Regions from separate parts of the Sus scrofa genome. Here region 2 is linked to region 1. Evidence: chromatin contacts called from public Hi-C data. All regions are on one chromosome and are shown on one strand. Each heading gives the region's core, a stretch centred on a gene start, on an enhancer-like site or on the middle of the called end of the contact. The rest is flanking DNA. Distances are from core to core; before and after follow the strand shown. Region 1 has its middle 240 kb from the start of ANAPC1. Region 2 overlaps LOC106509733 (a long non-coding RNA gene).

Region 1 (7,367 bases), core at 319-2,818:
AAAGCCACTTCAGTCTGCTGAAAGCCCGCCCCAGAGGGGAAGTGTGTGTGCGCATGCGCTCACAGGGGTGGTGGGTGGGAGGAGGAGCCCACTTTGTCCGCTCTCCTCCGGCCCTAGTCAAGAGAGTGTTTCTGGATGTTTAGGTGGAGAGATGCAAAGATGTGGGGATCTAGAACCCAGCCTCCAGAGGCCTAGAGGGATGCATTCCCAGACCGGGTCTCACAGCATGGCCCCCGCCCCCCAGCCCTGAGCCATCCTGCAGAAGGATGTGAGGACAGCTCATCCGGCATCTGTCTGAGCCAGCGGACACAAGGTGACTTGACTGGGAAACCAGAGTCGTCTAGAGAAGTTTTTTTAAAAAACCAAACCTGAGAAGATAGGCAATTTTGAAGTCTACAAACATGCTTATTTCAGAGTAATGCCAAGATAGCGAGCCTACTGTGTGTCAGGCTCTGGGCCAACTGCTCTCAGTGTATCATCAGTTCATTTACTACTCCCCAAAGCCCCCCCACCCTCAAGATCTTCCCCTTTACCAATGAGAAAGCTGAGGTGTAGAAAGGGGAAGGGTGAAGGGTGTTGCTGAAAGTCCTAAAAGTGGTGGAACCTTTACTGAGCATGAGGGGGAGATGATCTTAAGATGCAGCACAAAGGACTTAGGTTAGACATGAGACCCATTTGGGGAAAATAAAGCTCACTGCAAGGCTTTGCAGTAGGTTACTGTGGAGTCTTCTGGATGCCTTTTAAAAAAAGGCCTAGGATGAATTTTGCCATAGCCAAAAAGTGGAAGCAAACCCAGGGTCCATCCATGGGTGAATGGATAAACAAAATGTATACACACAGGATGGAATATTATTCAGCCTTAAAAAGGAAGGAAATTCAAACACAGGCTGCAACATGAATGAACCTTGAGGACGTTATGCTGAGTGAAATAAGCCAGACACAAAAGGACCAAGGCTGTATGATTCTGCTTATACAGAATCTGGAGTAATCAAATTCATAGAGACAGAAAGGAGGATGGTGGCTGCCAGGGGTTAGGGGAGCGGATGTGAGAGCTGCTGGTTAATGGGTAGAGTTTCAGCCGGATGATGAGTTTGGTGGACAGATGGTGGGGACGGTTGCACAACAATGTGATTTACTTCGTGCTACTGAACCATACACGTAAAATGGTCATGATGGTAAATTTGACGTTATGAGAATTTTACCACAATTAAAAACAAATAGGATGGTTAAATACAGTACTTCCTGAGGGTGAGGGCTGGTCTCTAGGACAGACTGCTGTGCCCTCAGATGCTGTGTCCCATGTGCTGGGAAACTGATATCACTGTCCTGCCTTCCCTGGTCCTGGCCCATGTCCCCCCATGCTCTCTTAATTGTTAGCTATTAATTCGGCCTCGTACGTTTGGCCTTAATGTCTCACATGGCTGAGCATCTTCCACCAGGCTCTGTGGCCTCGGGCCCCTGGGAGTGGTGTTTTTGTGGGCAAGCCTGGCTCTGTGGTTTCTAAGACGTTGACTAGGTTTTGACTAGGTTTCGTGTTGCAACCCTGGGAAGAAGGACTGGGTGCTTTTTGCATGAAAAAACGTTGTGGCCTGATTGACACGTGGGTAAGTTTTCAAGAGTCCTGACACATTAGACCTACGTTGGAATGTGTGCCCCGCCCCCAAGGAAAACAAAGCGTGATCGTATTTATGATGCAGATGGCGACATCAAAGAGCTCGTGCTGCTCTCAAAGTTCCAGAAAATTTGAGGCACACCCTCGGATGGATCCAAGAGGCCCTTAAAGTCACAATTCACATCTCGGTGGCAGACATCTTGGCGAATGCACACTGGACTTTTCCTCCATTGCTGCTTCACACACCCCGCTGCAAGGGTTCAAGAGCAAGGGTTTGAGCTTTTCTTTGCCCTCTCTCTTCCCCACAGCCCTTAGTGCCGGCACTAGTGAGGCTGATGTCTTTTCACATTGTGCCTGTTTGTATTTCTCTTTGGGTAAATTGCCTATCTATATCCTCCTGTTTTTTTTTTTTAAATATATATTAAAAATGTATATGTATATAATAAAAATATATAAATTATATTTACAATATATATCAGAAAGTTGTTAGAGAGAGTAGATCGTAAAAATGCTCATCATGAAGGAAAAACTTTTTTCTTTCCTTTCCTTTTCTTTTTTTAAATGGAAGTATAGTTGATTTATGATGTTGTGCTAGTTTCAGGCGTATAGCAAAGTGACTCAGTTATACATATATATAACATACACATTACATATATATTCTTTTCCATTATAGATTCTTTCCCCCTCCCTTCCTTCCTTCCTTCCTTCCTGTATCAGTGTGAGCTGTTGGATGTTAACTCAATTCATTGCGGTAATCATTTCATGATGTAAATCAAACCATTTTGTTGTACACCTTAAATTTATACAATGCTGCATGTCAATTATATCTCAATAAAACTGGATGCAAAAGAAAAGAAAAAAAATTTTAAAGAGTTTGTTAAAGCACAATGCTTATTATGCTTTACCAAATGTGACATAAAGCAAGTTAAACAAATTTTCTTTTTAACAGTAGTGATAACCAAATAGCCATAAAATGTTCTGGCTAAACTTGTCCTCCTCTTCTTGAATATGGATGAACTTTAGAAACTGCTTCCCATAAGTAAAAACAGAGCACTCTAATGTGTTTGGATCCATGCTGTACTGACAGGAGGCTCTGTTCGTCTGGATTATATAGGAATCAGAATGGTTTTGTACACGGCAGGTTAACTTCACGTACCCGCAGAGTGAAAACAATCTTGCAGAGGTTGTTCTCCAGTCAAGCGGTCAGTACCCGAGACCATGACGACATCATTTTAGAAGAGGCTGTGCATGGTGAGTTTCATGTTCTATCTAGACAACTTTTCCTGTAGCTCTCACCACTACGATTCATTTTCTTTTAAGATAACATAGGGACTTGCTATTGTGGCTCAGCGGTAACAAGCCAGACTAGGATCCATGAGGTTGTGGGTTCCATCCCTGGCCTCCCTCTGTGGCTTACGGATTCAGTGTTGTTGTGAGCTGTCGTGTAGATCGCAGGTGCGGCTCAGCGTTGCTGTGGCTGTGGTGTAGACCGCAGCTGCAGCTCCAATTCAACCCCTAGGCTGGGAATTTCCATGTGCCAAGGGTGAGGCCCTAAAAAGAAAAAAAAAGATAATATAATATAGCCAGTTTACTTATGCTATTGGTTACGGAAGGTTGTATTTTAGTAGTATATGCTGAGTCTAGGTAGAAAGCTAAAGAGAAGAATCCAGAAATTGTGGAGCTGTTTATTAACTTTCCTAGGGTAGGAAAAAAAAAAAAAAAGGGAGGGACTCGATAATTTTTATCTGATTAAATTGCCTCTACTCCCAGATGCTATTTTTTTTTTTTTTTTTGGTGTCTTTTTGCCTTTTCTAGGGCTGCTTCCTGCTCATATGGAGGTTCCCAGGCTAGGGGTCCAGTGGGAGCTGTAACCACCAGCCTATGCCCGAGCCACAGCAATGCGGGATCTGAGCCTCGTCTGCAAACTACGCCACTGCTCACAGCAACACCGGATCCTTAACCCACTGAGCAAGGCAAGGGATTGATCCCTCAACCTCATGGTTCCTAGTTGGATTTGTTAACCACTGGGCCATAGTGGGAACTCCCCAGGTGCTAATTCTTGATCTCTTATGCATGTTGAAAATATTTCAACTATTCTGTGTTTTTAAACCTTATTTTTGTTTGTGTTGTACACAATTGAAAAACATGTGTGGTCCTTTTCTTTATAGTCTTGGCAGTTTATTTCTATTCTACCATAAGTTTTAAAAAATGTTGATCTTATGTTTTTCATAATCTTTTATAGTGTTTTTTGTTTCTTATTTGATTCATTTGGAGCTCGACAGTGTGTATTGTGTGAGGTAGGGATTTATATTTTGTCGTGGTAAACTTTATTGATTGTGCCAATTGAATTTAATTTCCACTAATTTGAAGTCTCCTCTCTTTCATCTTCACTTACACACACACACACACACTCACAACTACATTCTGAATTCTTGAATCCTTTTAAATTGTTATTTAATTATAAATCTAGTTTTCAAGAAAATAATCTTTGGCTTAATTTAGCAACTCATTTATTTTTGCTTTTATGTTTATTAGTTCTATACTTTAAAAAACAAACAAACAAACTTCTTTCTTATTTTACATCAATTGTTTTTTATTTTTTGGCTGCATCTGCAGCATGTTGAACTTCCCATGCTAAGGATTGAATATGTGCCACTGTAACCAGAGCCGCAGCAGTGACAATGCCAGGTCCTTAACCTGCTGAGCCACAAGGGAGCTCCTCTGCCCTTCTTTTTGATATTTTGTTTTTTGCCTCTTGAATTGAAGGCTTAGTGCATCCATTTTCATTAATTTTTTCCTAATATTTGCACTAAAGGCTGTAAATCTTTGTCAGAAGAGCTCTGACTGCAGTTTACAGGTTTTGATACGCACGGTTCTATATTTGTCTTTTTCTTTTTTTTTAGGGCCTCACCTGTGACATATGGAAGTTCCTAGACTAGGGGTCAAATAGGAGCTGCAGCTGTCAGTCTACACCATAGACACAGCAACACCAAATCCTAGCCACACTTGTGACCTATACTGCATTGTGTGGCAATGCTGGATCCTTAACACACTGAGCAAGCCAGGGATGAAACCTGCATTCTTGTGGATACTAGTCAGGTTCTTAACATGCTGAGCCACAATAGGAACTCCTCTATTTGTCTTAAAATTGTTCACGATTCTGTGTTTTTGGTTTTTAATATTTATTTATTAATTTTTATCATGTAAATGCCTGTATTTGAACTAACACTTTGCGACTAGATTACATCACTCTTAAGAGTTAGAGTAATGGTATAATCTTGAAAACGATAGCAAACATCTTGGCTAAGCAAGACTATATTGTCTTACATACATATTTTTAGTTTTTAGTGACCACATCTTGTTTTAGGTATAAAATTATAAAATTTATTGCACACTTAGTGTACTAGGTCTATTGTTTCCTGTCTACATGCTGAGCACACTCTCTCCTCAAAAGCATTTTATTTAGGAGTTCCTTTTGTGCTCAGCAGTAAAGACCCCAACTAGTATCCATGAAGATGCGGGTTTGATTTCTGGCCTCAATCAGTGGGTTAAGGATCCAGCATTGCTGTGACTTATGGCATAGCTCTCCAAGGTGGCTTGGATCCACATTGCTGTGGCTGTGGCATAGGCCAGCAGCTGCAGCTCCCATTAAACCCCACAGCCTGGGTACTTTCATATGCCATGGGTTCAGCCCTAAAAAAAAAAAAAGTTTATATTCAGTAATATTTTAAATATAAAGAGAGTTTGATGACCCAGGCTTAAAACAAATAAGCTTATTTTGAACCAAATGTTTCAGGACAAAATATGTCAATTGTTTACAAATTGAGTGTGAGAGAGGAGATGCATATTTAAGGTACATTTTTTGTCTGCTTAAAATGTACTTTTCTTTTTTTTTTTCTTACGTGAAGACCTCATATAAAAGCAGCAAAATCTGCAGTCTTATTTAATGGAGTCAAATATTCTTCAATGTACAAAAAAAGATTCCATAGAAGGCCTACTGTAAAAGATACCAGTTTTAAGCAGAAAGGACTATGAAAATCTTTTATTTCATTCTGCACAGCCAGTTTCTTCCACACATTTTCAGTACTATAAAGATAAGCAAAGAATATTTATATCCAAACACGCTCTGACCACAGTTCTTGATTAAGAGCTCGTGAACTGGAGGGAAAGCAAAATTATTGTCTAATAATATTCATATCCAATATTCAAGCAATTCCCAAGAGGTGGACATTCTACAAGGGAAAAAGATACATCAAAAGAATAACACACGGCACTGGAAAATGTCAAGAGCAACAATTTGGGAGGCATGATTAAATGATTTGGCTCTGTCTGTACTTGTAGAAGGTTGTTTTAAAGTTCTCAGATGAATTGGGTTTTTGGCTCTTCTTTTGCTATTAATTTATAATTCATGGAATTGTGTTCAATGAAGGTGCCCTGTGAGGTTTCTGCTTTGAGAAACTTGTTGAGGGTTTCTTTGAAGCCTGATAGTAGTCCCATTTTTGTGAGGGTTTTGTGTGTTTGAAATCAATGTGTATTTTCTGCTTGTTGGGTATACATTTCTCTATTAAATCATGCCTATTAATTACAGTATTCAAATCTTCTAGAGCTTCACTTTTTTTGGCATTACTTAATCTGCTGAGTTTTGGAAGAGGTGTGGTAAAGCATTCATGACATGGACTTGACTGCTTCTTGCCTTTCTATCAGCTTTTTAACGAAAAAAAAAATTTTTTTTTTTGTCTTTTTGCTATTTCTTGGGCTGCTCCTGCGGCCTATGGAGGTTCCCAGGCTAGGGGTCCAATCGGAGCCGTAGCCACCAGCCTACGCCAGAGCCACAGCAACGCGGGATCCAAGCTGCGTCTGCAGCCTACACCACAGCTCACGGCAACGGATCCACAGTTAAGGCAACGGATCGTTAACCCACTGAGCAAGGGCAGGGATCGAGCCCACAACCTCATGGTTCCTAGTCGGATTCGTTAACCACTGCGCTACGACGGGAACTCCCTTAATGAAATTTTTTGAATTCAGTTGTCAAGTGCATTAAGATCTCTGATTGTTATATAAATTTTACTTTTTATTAATTAGATACATTTTTCTTCGTCTTTTTTTTTTCCATTTTATTGCTGCACCTGTGGCATATGGAAGTTTCCAGGTTAGTGGTCAAATGGGAGCTGCACCTGAGACCTAGGCCACAGCCATAGCAACACCAGATCTGAGCTGCATCTGTGACCTACACTGCAGCTTATTGTAATGACAGATTCTTAACTCGCTGAGCAAGACTAGGGATCACACCCACATCCTCACACTCCCACACATGCATGCACGCTCACATGCAGCCAGATGCAGAAGCTGCTGGACCAAAGTCACTGCTCAGGCTGGGGCTGGACCATATTTCCAATGGGAAGAGAGTCTATGAAAACAACAGCTCCTGAAAACCAGTTTCCTTAAAAGCCTTTCTTCTCAGAGCCCTGGGACAGGCACAGGGTGAGCCTGAGAAGGGGAGTAGGCCTTCAAGGTGACATAATTGCCAACATAACTGGGCGGCAACGTGGGTGAATGAGGCTTCAGTGGAGTTAAATAATCACCTGACAGTTCAAGATTAATTGATCAGGAGTTCCTGTCGTGGCGCAGTGGTTAACGAATCCGACTAGGAACCATGAGGTTGCGGGTTCAATCCCTTGCCTTGCTCAGTGGGTTAAGGATCCTTCGCCTTAACTGTGGATCCGTTGCCGTGAGCTGTGGTGTAGGTTCCAGACAC
Region 2 (6,534 bases), core at 3,895-6,394, 110 kb after region 1:
ACCCCCACTAGCTACTGTCTGTGAGCCTGATCGTCTGGAGAACTTTCTGAGTGGTTAATTGTAAGAATGCTGCTGGTATAGTATGTTGTCTTGGAGGAGACAATGATGCTTGGCTGGTTTAAAAGAAGCTGTTTTGAGACTCCTCTCAGGAGCCAAAGGGAAGTTCAGAGATGGAGGTGGGTGATTTTGTGCTAACCCAGGGGTGCTGAGGTTGGGCTAGCTTCCGCTTCTCAGAGGTGGAGGAAGGACAGCTTCTGAGCAATTTCTAGCCGCGTGGTCTGAGCTGCCCACTTTTTAGTGCAAGAAATACAAGAGAGAGACAGATTTTTGGCTTCTCTCTCAAAGCATGTGAATGATTCCAGGAACTTAATTGATTTTTTTTTTTTTTTTTTTTTGCCTTTCCTTAACACTGAAGGTCGCAAACTGTAGTAAAATCAGAAAGAAAATATGCTGGGGGAGGGGGTGGTTTTGGGGGTAGGGGGTGAGGATGGGGTAGTTGAATCCCTGAGGCTTGACTTGACCTTGATGTGTGTTTCTCAAGCCATGACTATTCTGATGAAGCTTAGCTTTACTGTCAAGTAAAATACAGGAAACTTTTTTTTTTTTTTTTTAAATGTCATCTGGTTACTGTAAGTGAAACGGTTAAAATGTCATAAATACCTTATGATAAACATTTTTCAAATTTGCTTAAAAATCTGCACATCAGTAAGCAGGGTATGACAGAGGGCTTTTTCAGTACAGTCATTTGAGAGCGTGGGCTTCCTGGGTTAATAATGAGTCAGCACCTGATTTCTAAAATTGGAGCTGCTAAGAGAACATTCGATCTGCCCCCAATGCAGTGCAGTGGCTGCCAGGCCCCTCTAGGAGAATCTGGCTGTTGGGTGTTCAGTTAAAACCAACCTGTTCTGGGGAGCCCTCCAGCTTCTGTCTCAGCTCTGCTGTATGTGGCTGGGAGGCCCCTATGCTGAGGGGTCCCTCTGTGCCAGGCCCACCTTCTTTGGCTGATGTGGATGAATTTAGGTTGTGCCGTGATGGAATTGGTTGAGCCTATGGTTGTTGCAATGTGAAACCCAGAGTTTATAAAGGGTTAGGGGGACTCGGGGCTGAAGTTGGTGCGTCTAGTGTCCCGTGATGTCCCACTGGCTGAGGGACCCAGCAAGAGTGGCAGTCACGGTCACAGCAGGAGCTTCGAAGCCTGCATTCTGCAGGTGACCCATAGCATGGGAAAACTGTCAGCTTAAAAGCAGAGAGCAGGATTCCGAGGAAGCAATCTTCCCTCAAATGTGACTCTTCTCATGTAAAATGAGAAAAATATTAAGAAGATTTAAAAAAAAAAAAAAGAAGAGAGAGAGAGAAGCTGGGGTTGCAGACTAACAGCTCAAGGGCCAAATGCGGACCTGTTTACCTGTTTGAATCCATCCTCCCACTAAATTCTGCTGGCCTGTGCTGCATTGCTTTTGTGTGTTCTGATGACTGTGAGTAGAGGGTCCCGTTTTCTTTGGCACGCAGATCCTGATGAACCCTTGTGTCCCAAGACTCCAATAGCCTTGGGCTTCCAGACCCTGACACTGCCCACCTCAGAGGGCAGCTAGGAGGACTCAGGAGCCAGCACTTGCCAAGCATCCAAGTGTGTAGACCAGGCTGTGGACACCAAAGGGACCCCCTCAGTAGCTCTACTAGTTTCTCTTCTTACCTGCTCTCTGAAGGTCTCTGGACTGGCTTGTGGCCCCTGAATCAGTGCCTTGACTTTCTGAAGCAAGATCTTGTGATTCCAATGGGATCAGAGCAGTGTCCCAAGGCTGAGTCACAGCCGTATGCGTGTCGATTTGGGGCCTCAGCCGGGCAGACACCAGGGGTTGCCAGGGTGGGGAAGCTGCCCAGTCTATCTCTCTTAGGGAGTAGTCTTCATAAGTGCTCAGAGAAATTGCCATCTTCCCAGAATGAAGAGCCCATAAGAGGAGAAATGCCTTAGGCGCTGCCTCTGTGCTCTGTGTGCACCGGCCTCTTCTCCTGCATCTCTGAGAACACGCCAGGTACCTGACGTGTGTTTACCACCGGGTGCCGTGTCATGAAATCCTCCTGGATAAGCACGGTTGGGGGAGTGGCTTTGAGGAGGCTGATTTTATCCCAGACACTGATTGTGTTCTTTCACGTAGGAGTCAGGCAGTTGTGTGGCTGCTGAAGGTCCATTCAGCTCTTACCTGTGAGACATAAGCCTGGGGCGAACTGCCGTTTGGTAATCAGGAGAGTCATCTTAAGAGGTCAGAGATAAGGCCACTGAATACGTCTGAAAAGAGAGCATTTATTAATATGATTTGCTGCTTGGCCATATTTTTTTAACTACCCAGAGATGCTGATTCTAGGCATGGATGCAGGCAGGGAGTCATGAGGAGACATTCTATGGGAGATACTGAGCAGAGACGTTTGAAAAGGACATCGAGGGCCAAAAGAGAACGCTGACAGTTGGATGACATTTGGAAGCTGCCTGGTGCCCTATTGTCACAGCGCCCTCAGCCTGGGGACTGGCCTGTGGCTTGCTGGCCTTGTCCCCCACTCTCCGCTCCTCATCAACAGCTGCACTTGGGCTCATGTTCCTTCCTGCTGAGCGGTTTCCATGGGACCTGACAGGTGCCCCCACCTCTGCTTGCTGTTTGGCCATTTGGGCAAGTTTCTCCACTTCTTGGTGCCCTACCTCCTCTTCTGGAAATGGGAATATGAGAGCACAACCCCCTGGGTCCTTGTAGAGATTGGTGATGATCAGCACATGGTTACAAGGAGACTCAGTAACTGTTAAGTACACATTCACTGATTCAATAGACCTAAACACCTTCCCATCTCTACCTGGGCCCTGAGCCCCGTGGGTGTCTATAACAAATTGGCTCTCATGCCCCTGAAGTGAGATCCTGTCTGTGTCATCGGCTACATGCCATGTTCTGCATCTGCAGGACATTTATTGATTAGGTAAAAGGGAAGGCCTTCTTGGTTCTCTCCAGGAACACCTGGGTTTTTAAATGTCATCACCACCATTATCACCATCATGGTTGTCTTCCTTGTCCTTAATATCATCACAGCAAGAACAGCTCCCGATTCATTCACCCTCAACCACATGGTAGTAACTTTCTGTCCAATACCTTTAACCCCCTCCCCCCAACACACACACACACACACACACACACACGCACACGCACACGCACACACACACACACACATACATACATACATACATAAACACACACACACATAGATACATACATACATACATACCCATCCCGGAAAGTAGGAAGGATGACCGGTCACTCAGCTCCCCGGAGGAACAGGATTCCCAGGCAGGTGTATCAGGCAGAGCAGTTGCTTTAAGAAGTGCATCGGTGATGGGAGAGCTCTTTCCTCCCATCAAGAGGAGAGTCAGGAAGAGCAGGGGGCCAGGAGGTTTCCATGCATAAGCCAACAACCTGAGGCCACAAGCCAGAAAATACAGGACCACTGAACACAGACCGGCCCCTAGGGTGGAAGCAGCTGGATTCTGTACCCATGCTTCCTGTCTAAAGCCAGCTACAGTCAACTTCTGGTTATTTGAAAATCATCATAATATATGGAGGTGACTCATATTGAAAATATTAAGTAAGATACACTTAAAACAAAAACCCCGGGGGAACATAACATGGCCTTTCCTGGTTGATTCCGGAGATATTTAAGATCATGCAGTGCCTCAAAAGCCAAACCTTCTGCAGGGGGTCCAAGAGAAGTACCCAGTATGTCCCTTTGCTCTGCCTGCCTTCTCTAGCCCCGCCCCATCCAGGGAAGGTCCCCAGTGCTTTGTGCATCTCCTTTCTGAGTTTAGGCTTTGCAGGCTGAGGGCTGGCTCCGTTGTGTCAGTCAGTCAGTCAAAATGGTGCCACTTTGTGGGGAAGTGTTTTCCTGCAGCTGCCTCTTGTACCCTAATCCAGAGGACCCTCTGTCCAGTGCCATGGGTGGGGCAGTACTGGGTGAGGCCCTGAGATGTTGGGTAGGGTTTGGGCTCCTACAGGGTGCAGGAGGGTTCTGTTTAGACCACAGAGCACAGGCAAGGAGAAACCATCAACAGATCAGAAGGAAGTTGAGGCTACAGGAAGGAGAGGTGGGTGGGGAACTGGGCTGGTCTCAGAGGATTCCTCCGATTAAAAAAAAAAAGCACAGAAAACCTGGTTGTATTGCACCGTGTATAATCCAAAAAGCTAATGGTGTTGACCATTCTCATCCATTATGATTTTCTGGCTTGTCTTTTGCTTTCAGGATTGACTATCCTGCAAGCAAAGTCTTCTGCTGCTTGGGCTTTTCACCTTTCCATCTACCCCATCCTTTCGAAAACTGATCATATTTAAAATATTAGAATGTTTAATATGGCAGAAAAAAATGTATCATTTTAGCTGTTCTCACTGGACAAATCATTTACAGAGTAAGAGAGGGATTGAGGGGTTTCTAATAGTTTAGCCAGATATAAAGGGAAACTTTACAAAGTAGTAGTGCATCCAGCAAGTGTTAGATGTAGTTGCTCTCAGACAGAAGAAGACAGAGCAGGCTGTCCAGAACAAAGGGCAAAGGGCATTCTGTTCATTCATGTGTCTTCTCTGCCATCCTTAACATTAGCTTCCTTCCTTGGGTCTTATGAAGGCTGCTGGAGATCCAGCCATCATTTCTGCATTCCACACATGAGGAAGGAGGGGAGTGGGGGGCAAAAGGCTAAGAGTCTTAGATGTCTGTCTCCTTTAAAGAGCCTTCCTAGCACCCCCAACTGACCCTTTCTTCCTGTGTCTTTCTTTGGCCATGGTCTCTGAAGAGGATCCTGGGAAATCGTTTTTGACCAACAGGAAATGGGGTTGTTGACCAACAGGAGGTGGAGGAGAAAGGATATGAGATGGGCAACCAGCAGATGTGAGATAACCATGTTCCTCTCCCTGGAAGTATCAGGAGGGTTACATGGCTTCATGGGCTGGAAACAACTTGGAGGGGGGCACGCAAAGGGACAGAAAGCACTTGTTTGATTTTTTTTTATTATGTCTAAATAGAATCATGCAGCTATTTCTCATTTACCCAGTAACACAATGAGGACTCTTTGTTTATGGAGTGCTGACTTGTTGCCACGCAGGGCTCTGCATGACCTCACTTAGTGTTCAGAGAACTCTGTGCAGCAGATTCTGTCAATTATTGTGCCCTCCCCGCCCCCTCCCCATCCAGACGAGGAACTTGGGACACAGAGGGATTTAGGGAGATGCCTAAGTCCACACTGTTAGCGAGAAGAGGAGCTTGGCTTTGAACTCCATCGTCTGGTTTTGGACCCAGCGATGTGGGGTGAACTGGAAGACGAGGTCTTCCTTATTCGCAGCTTTCTGGTGAAATAGACATAAGCCCGATAAGGTCAGACCATGGTGGATGCTCCAGGAGACTGGCCCAGGGAGGTGGGGCACTCACCTCCAGCAGCATCTCCTGCCTAGAGAAGACACCCTGTAGAATGGGTCCAAGCTGAGCGCTCTTCCTCTGCCGGGGACACACCAGGAATCTCAGCTATGTCTGAGCTCATGACTCACCCCTTTCCTCCAAGCCAGCTCTTCCAGAGAACTCAGTCGGTTGGGCTTCCGAGTCTGGACCACACCCTTCCTGTCCTGGCCGCAGCCAAGGAAACTGCCCAGACCTGGCTTCCGAGGCTGGGCGAGGAGTTTCCAGCAAAGAGCAGGATGGCTCAAAGCGAAGAGGTTGGGCTCCAAGGACCTGTAATTTATTCGCATCATTCAATCTGATCCCAGCCTGGAGAGGGTGAAACTACCTTCTCCCCTTCACACAAATGCCTGTTATCTAGTGACACCATCAGGGCCAGGAGGATGTAGGAAGACAGGAGGGGTTTGGAGGAGGGGGAGTGTTTGCTATTACTCCACCTTTGACCTAAGTCCCCTCCTGTGCCTTCTTGCCCTGCACCGTCTCTGGGCCTTCCTCCTCCAGCCTCCTGAACAAATAAGGTGGCCAGTGGAAGGCATAGTCAGTAATGGGTAATTGGGTACATTAGGAAAGTTCCTTAAAGGACCTTGATATCCAAGAGGCTTAACCTTTATCCCCTACTTCCCTCCTTCCTCCTGTGTGAAATGCACAGGTGATGGCTGGAGATCCAGCAGCCTCCCTGAAGCCATAAGGCAACTTGGAGGAAGGAAGCCAGTGCTGAGGCTGGCAGAGCAGGCAGATCGAGCAGGTTTGGGAGGCCAGGAGCTTTGCCTGGGGATGTGACTATATTTGGAGTGAGTTTACCTGCATGATAGAGGGAGGTGGGAGAAATCACTGCTGAAATTCAATCTGTAGCTCAACTAAGAGGGTTTGTCAGGATGTCAGAGTCCCTTCTGCATGGAGCTGCCTTTTGTGTTTCAGGTTTAGCAGTCAGAGGCTCAGGGCTGCAGAGTAACTTCATGAACCTCATGTGTTCTGTTCTCATGGCCCCTTCCTGAGGACAAAAACTACCCCCCCACAAAACATACAGTGACTGTCTTGGTACAAAGATGCATGATACCCAGA

What was found. A called contact is a pair of places that touch in the nucleus more often than the background predicts.
Region 2: a contact with region 1 is called in a Hi-C map of mesenchymal stem cells, with 2.5 times the contacts expected there. The contact joins two enhancer-like sites. A contact is called at or near these places in 4 of 47 Hi-C or Micro-C datasets (embryonic fibroblasts, heart right ventricle and mesenchymal stem cells) and 1 of 2 datasets of contacts at active chromatin or transcription factors (alveolar macrophages).

The regions. Positions count from the first base shown.
Region 1 is chr3:44,722,548-44,729,914 of Sscrofa11.1, forward strand. No RefSeq gene overlaps it. Among named protein-coding and RNA genes, the nearest start is that of ANAPC1, 240 kb to the left of the region's middle. Within about 2 kb of position 1,569, at least 8 of the 83 cell types and tissues checked have an H3K27ac peak or open chromatin away from gene starts, as enhancers often do. A contact at or near this core is called in embryonic fibroblasts, where this site is marked.
Region 2 is chr3:44,828,182-44,834,715 of Sscrofa11.1, forward strand. All of the region lies in intron 1 of LOC106509733 (a long non-coding RNA gene), which reads left to right. Among named protein-coding and RNA genes, the nearest start is that of ANAPC1, 350 kb to the left of the region's middle. Within about 2 kb of position 5,145, at least 20 of the 83 cell types and tissues checked have an H3K27ac peak or open chromatin away from gene starts, as enhancers often do. A contact at or near this core is called in embryonic fibroblasts, where this site is marked.